Regions from separate parts of the Pan troglodytes genome. Here region 1 is linked to region 2. A link is a contact called in public Hi-C data. All regions are on one chromosome and are shown on one strand. Each heading gives the region's core, a stretch centred on a gene start, on an enhancer-like site or on the middle of the called end of the contact. The rest is flanking DNA. Distances are from core to core; before and after follow the strand shown. Region 1 holds the start of SERPINB1 (serpin family B member 1). Region 2 overlaps WRNIP1 (WRN helicase interacting protein 1).

Region 1 (3,232 bases), core at 86-2,585, 51 kb after region 2:
TATTCCAGCAGGGCAAGAACACTTTCCCAGGCCCACAAATGTGGAACTATTCTGGCCAAGGACTCCGCAGTTACAGGGGATTTTAGGGCACCCAGGGTGCCCTAAAGGGCTCTGACCTTGCAGACAGGTGAGTCTGGGGGTGGGGTGGGGGTCAGGCAGGCCCCAGCCACCCCAGCTTTAGCGGGGTGGGAGGATCCACCCAGCCCTGGGTCCTCCCAACCTATGTGTGGGAGCGCACGTGCTTCTGAGCCTTTGATTCAAGTCTCTGATTCATTGGGCAATGAATCCATTGCCTACCTTCACCTGAACTAAGAGCCTTCTATCAGAGACTCAGCTACCTACTATGCATTAAAACTCCAGCAAAGGTATCACTGTAATTATTATAATAATATAATTCTTCCTTATTTTTGAGGTTCAAAAGGTATGAGGTCCAGTGCCCACAGTCTCAGAGCCGGTGTAGGATGTGCCAGTTTGGAAACCCACCACAGTCCAGGGTCTGGCGGTGCAGCGTCCCATCCGCCACCCACTAGCCCATCTCGATCTCCACTCTCAGAGCCCTGATTTCCCCCGAGGACAGGCAAAGAAGAACTGTGCTGGCTGCTCGGCATGTAAGCACAGAGCTGATTTCTCCTTGTCGTGAAATCGTCTCTAGAATCGCACGGGGTTCCTCCTCTCTCTCCCTGCAGCTGCAGATAGGAGCCGCGGCTTGGCCCTGGGCTGCCTGGAAACTGTCACAAACAGCTCTGGGGGGAAGGGAATTCAGGGAGAAGGGACAACATTCTGATCTCAGGTTTCAGTCTTGCCTTCCGCCTGCATCTGTCGTCCTTCCTCCCTCCCTCCCTCCCTCCCTCCCTCGCAGGCTGGCCCGGCCTGTACCCAGGCGGGGGCGGGGGATCAGAGGTCTTCTGTCTCAGACGGGGCGCCCGGAAGGGATGGGGGCGCGAAGCTGGCGGGGAGGCGGAGCGCAGGGAGCTGCGGGTCTGATGGGCCTGAGCCTGGGGGGTGGTGGGTGCTGGGCTGGAAGCTGAGCGAGGGAGCCTGGCCTCTCCCCGCAGCCCGCCCCCGCGCCACCGCTCCGAGGCCCGGCCTTACCCGATAGGCCGCCGAGGCACGCTCCGGGCTCCGAGCTGGGTGCGAGGTCAGGAAGGAGGCACCAAGGGCCGCTGCTCTTATAGCATGCGGAAGTGTCACCCGGGCCAGCAGCCGCGGGCGGGGCGGCGGCCCTTCCCGGTGACTGCGTAGGAGTCCGAGCTCCCGAGGTTGCCTAAGTGCAAGCAGAAGTGAGCGTGGCTTCCGGGCAGCGCCCTCCTCAGGGGAGCGGCGCCTTTCTCAGTTCAAAGCCTTTCCCCGAATCTCTGGCAAGGACCTGAAAAGCTTTTTCTTACTAAGGTGTGAATGACTGAGACGACATATTGTGACACCTCTTAGAGGGCAAATGACTCCCTTTGAGTCCCATCTATATTGGGAGCTTTCTTTGAGAGAAGGAAGCAAATTTGGGGATCTTGCACAGGGAAAAAGAGGGGCCCCCCAGAATCAGATGAAACAGAACCAGTTCCAAACACCTGCTCTGTGTTTCCAAGATGACAGCTTGCTGCTGCGTCCTCAATGGTGGAAAGTGGAAGGGCAAAAGGGGCCAAATCTCATGTGAAGTCTCTCGTATAAGGGGCCAATCCCATTCATGAGGAAGGTGCCCTCATAATCCAATCACCTCCTAAAGGCACCACCTGTTAGTATTGCATTGAGGATTGTTTCAGCATGAATTTTGCAGGGAACACAGACATTCAAAGCATAGCATTCTGCCCCGGCCCTCCAAATTCATACCCCTCTCACATGCAAAATGCATGCATTGTATCCCAGTGGCCTCCAAAGTTCCAGTATCAACTTTAAAATGTAAGTCCAAAGTGTCACCTAAATATCTTCTAAATTAGAAAGGCATAAGATTCAAAGTACAATTCATCCTAAGTGAAATTCCCCTCCAGCTATGAGCCCGTGAAATCAAATAGGTTACAGGCCTTCAAAATACAGTGGTGAGACAGGCATAGGACGTACATTCCCATTCCCAAAGGGAGAAGCAGGCAAGAAGAAAGGAGTATCTGGTCCCAAGTAAGTCCAAACCCAACAAGGCAAACAGCATTAAATCTTGGGGCTTCAGAATAATCTTCTTTGATGCTGTGTCCCCCATTCCGAGCACATGGGGGTGGGGACTGGGTCCCCTAGGGTCCAGGGGATCCACTCCCATGGATTTGCCAGGTGCAACACATGCAGCAGCTCTCACAGGTTGAGGTCTAGGCTCTCCCAGGATAGACTTGCATGCTGGTGGCTGGACAGTTCTGGGTTCTCAGGGACAGCCCTGTTCCCACAGCTCCACTAGATATTACTCTAGTTGGGGCTCTCTGCAGTGGCCCCAATCCCACTGCTCGACTAAACATTGCCCTAGTGAGGGTTTTCTGCAGCAGCCTCACCTCAGTGACAATTCTCAGACTGGGCCCCCAGGGTCCCCAACACATCCTTCAAAATCTAGGTGGAGGTGGCTGTGTCTCCACAGTTCGTGCACTCTGTGCACCTGCAGAGTTAGCATCACGTGGACTCTGCCAAGGCTTACAGGAAGGGTGGCCTGACAAGGGCCTGCATAAGCCACACCTGGGATGGTGGCCAAAGAGTGCTGCACCAGAATGTGGGGGGTGGGGGGGCAGAGACTTGAGGCAGCCCTAGGCAGCAAGCCCCAAGGTTCCATGGTGTCCTGAGTCCTCCCTTAAAACTATTCTGCCCTCAGGGTCCTGGCACTCTGGGACAGGGATGAGAATCCAGCACCAGTAACCTCAGAAATGCCTTTGGGTTCATTCTTCCATTGTCTTGATAAATAGCATCTGGCTTCCTTCTACACATACTCATCTCATTATCAAATGTGAACCTGGCAGCGCTCTTGGTGTTCCCTCCCAAACATGCCTTTTCATTCTTTACATGGCCAGGCTGAGAATTTTCCAAAACTTTAAGCTCTGCTTCCCTCTTGATTATAAACTTCGTCTTTAATTCATTCTCTCTGCTCACATTTTACTACAAGCAGTCAAGAGAAGCCATGCTGCACTCTCAACGCTTTGCTCAGAGATTTCTTCCATCAAATATCCTAGTTTATTGCCTTTAAGTTCTGCCATTCAGAAAACACTAGGACATATACACAATTCAGCCAAGTTCATTGCCACTGTGTAACAAGGATGACCTTTCCTCCAGTTTC
Region 2 (2,920 bases), core at 213-2,712:
CCTGCTGTATCCAGCAGCGGGGCGCTGAGCAGCCAACTTTCTGTAATCGTAAAATCAAGCTTGAAAGTTTGCAAATGCTTGTTTTTTGGTTTCAAAGAATCTTATTATGTGAAAGCAGATTTTTAAAGTTTTTAAAGCAGATATTCACTGCCTGAATGAATACCTCTCACATACCGCAGTGAGCATGACTGAAAATTTACACCATTAGCTAAACCCTGGGAAAAACTAACGCAGTGAGTCAGAGTTTCTGGTGAGGGAGGCACATCTCTTGCCTGTTTACAGTAGTATTCAACAATTGGGGGCAGCCCTTCCATATGATGCCATTTAAATACCACAAGTTACGGGCCAGGTGCGGTGGCACACACCTGTAATCCCAGCACTTTGGGAGGCTGAGGTGGGCAGGTCACTTGAGATCAGGAGTTTGAGACCAGCCTGGGCAACATGGTGAAACGCCGTCTCTATTAAGTATATAAAAATTGGCTGGGTGTGGTGGCGCACACCTGTAATCTCAGCTACTCAGGAGCCTGAGGCAGGAGAATCGCTTGAACCTGGGAGGTGGAGGTTGCAGTGAGCCGAGATCGCGCCACTGCACTCCAGGCTAAGTGACAGAGTGAGACTCCATCTTAAAAAATAATAATAAATAAGTAAATAAATAAATATCACAAGTTATGTACTGATTCTGAAAAAGCAACATAACCACCAAACACAATTTGTTCCTTATGTTCCAAGTGTATTTGGTAGTTTTGTTCACCCTCGTACAGCCAAACCTGAGTTTAAGAACAGTAAGAATAGTGACTTGCAGAGATTTGTTCCAATTGTTACAACAAGAATGGATGTTAACTCATCTTTTCCAGATACAAGTCATCAAACCTGGACAATGTTATCAATTAATTCCAAATGAGAGAACCGGCCTTTTGATACTGATGTTATATTAGAAAGGATGAATTTCCTATACTTTCATATAAATGCCGTGGATATGTTACTTTTTGATGAATTAACCTTTGTGTAGCGACTACAGTTTGAAAGCACTACTACACATTCATAGATGCAGTTCCAGGCAGTTTGAGCCCACAAAGGCATTTATAACTTAAGCAGAAACCAAGCAGAAGTAAATATTTTTAATAGAGTTAACAAATCTTCATAAAAACCAATCATTTAAAACTAAATGTTTTGAAGCTCTAAAGCCAGTCAGGCTCCGGGGAGGATGCAGATGATCCCCTCAGGCCACTGAGAAACTTTTAATCAGGGATCACAAGTATTAGAAAGGTATAGGAGAGGTTCAGGGGACCAACACAAGGTGAGAAGCAATTCCCTGGCAAGGCCTGAGAGGCAAGGGGTGGGAGCAGGCAGGGAGCCCTGGGAGAGCAGGAGGTGGCCGGCAGCCTTCAGACAGGAACTGCGGCCCTGAGTGGAGGCAAAGAACTCAGCAGCTGCTGCACCTCTTGAGTAGGGAACCTGGGGGTAGGAGGAGGAAATGCATGGTCTGAATCCTCTCTCTCTTGCCCTCATCTCCTGCCAGTCCCTCCCACTAGCAGGACCAACCAGAAGTTTCCCTGGTTAAAAAGCCAGGCGAGAAGAGTGGAGAATACCCAGTGTGCACAGATCTCTGAAATGAGAACTACTACTGCTCTATTTCAGGAGAAACAAAATTCTTTCTGTGTGATTGTATACCTTGAGAGCCAAGAAGAAGAGTCCGAACAGCTAACAGTCCAGTAAAGTGGCCACATGGAAACAACCCATGAAAATCCATAGCTTCCGGGCCACTACTGTAATCAGAAAAGACACCAAGAAGAATATTCCATTCTCAGTAGCAACCTGGAAAGAAACTGAATTGTAACTGAGGAGTAGGACTTACATGAAGAAAACGACCACACTATACCCTACTATTGAAACACAAGAAAATGCGAACGAAAGTAGAGAGAAGCCGTTTTCCTCAAAGACGTCATCTCAAATTTATTTTTACATTCCCATCATGCTTGGCATGTAGAATGTGACCAGTACATATTTGTTGAATGACAAAATGAGGGGGTAAATAAACTTTCCCTAAGATGTGTATGTAGACGTTTGAAAATAGAAGTCTGTCGCTGATGTTTCTGTCCACCAGGAGTCAGGCTTCAGCCAGGAGAGAGTGAGCCAGTGTCTGAGCTGTCTCTCACCAGGCCTTCCACCAGCTCCAGGTCACCAGGTTCAGGCCAAGACTGAGTTTCAGTATTTGTCATTAACCTGGTAGATAAATAAACAGTTTTAAAGTACAGCTTATGTATTTGTCTGATTGCAAAAGTAATACATGATCATTGCACATAGGTACAGGAGCAGATGCAAAAAAAAAAAAAAAGCAGATAAAAGTAAAAATCAACCTTAATATTTAATATTTTTTCTCAGTGATAACCACTGTAAACATTTTAGTGTATGTCCTTTGGGAATTTTTTCCAATGAGTGTGTGTGTGTGTGTGTGTGTGTGTGTGTGTGACTACACCATCTGTTTATAGCTTGCTGTTTCTCACCCCCTCACATGATTTCTTACATGCAGAATTAGTCTCTTAGCGTGTGACTTTTCATGGTTGAGTTGGAGCCACCACCAGGGAGCTGCACCCTTCCTGTGCTGCACCCCACCAGCCGTGCCATCCACAGAGGGTAGGACACACGAGACACCTAGTAGCTGGATTTATTTATTATATTTTATTTTATTTTTGAGATGGAGTCTCACTCTGTCGCCCAGGCTAGAGTGCAGTGGTGCAATCTCGGCTCACTGCAACCTCTGCCTCCCGGATTCAAGCAGTTCTCCTGCCTCAGCCTCCCGAGTAGCTGGAATTACAGGCACCTGCCACCATGCCCAGCTCATTTTTGTATTTTTAGTAGAGACAGGGTTTCACCATGTTGGTCAGGCTGGTCTCGAACTCCTGACCTCAGGTGATCCACC

Evidence for each region. Hi-C and Micro-C count contacts between places; a contact is called where the count stands out from the background.
Region 1: a Hi-C map of induced pluripotent stem cells shows a contact between it and region 2, with 1.6 times the contacts expected there. The contact joins the promoter of SERPINB1 here to the enhancer-like site in region 2. A contact is called at or near these places in 3 of 7 Hi-C or Micro-C datasets (blood, induced pluripotent stem cells and stem cell-derived neural progenitor cells).

Annotation. Positions count from the first base shown.
Region 1 is chr5:8,786,644-8,789,875 of NHGRI_mPanTro3-v2.0_pri, forward strand. SERPINB1 (serpin family B member 1) reads right to left here and starts at 1,336. Exons shown (of 7, transcript XM_003311015.7): 1 at 1,093-1,336.
Region 2 is chr5:8,735,724-8,738,643 of NHGRI_mPanTro3-v2.0_pri, forward strand. It overlaps WRNIP1 (WRN helicase interacting protein 1), which reads left to right. Exons shown (of 6, transcript XM_016954808.3): 6 at 1,639-2,254. The coding sequence ends at 1,676. Among named protein-coding and RNA genes, the nearest start is that of WRNIP1, 25 kb to the left of the region's middle. Within about 2 kb of position 1,463, at least 6 of the 24 cell types and tissues checked have an H3K27ac peak or open chromatin away from gene starts, as enhancers often do. A contact at or near this core is called in induced pluripotent stem cells, where this site is marked.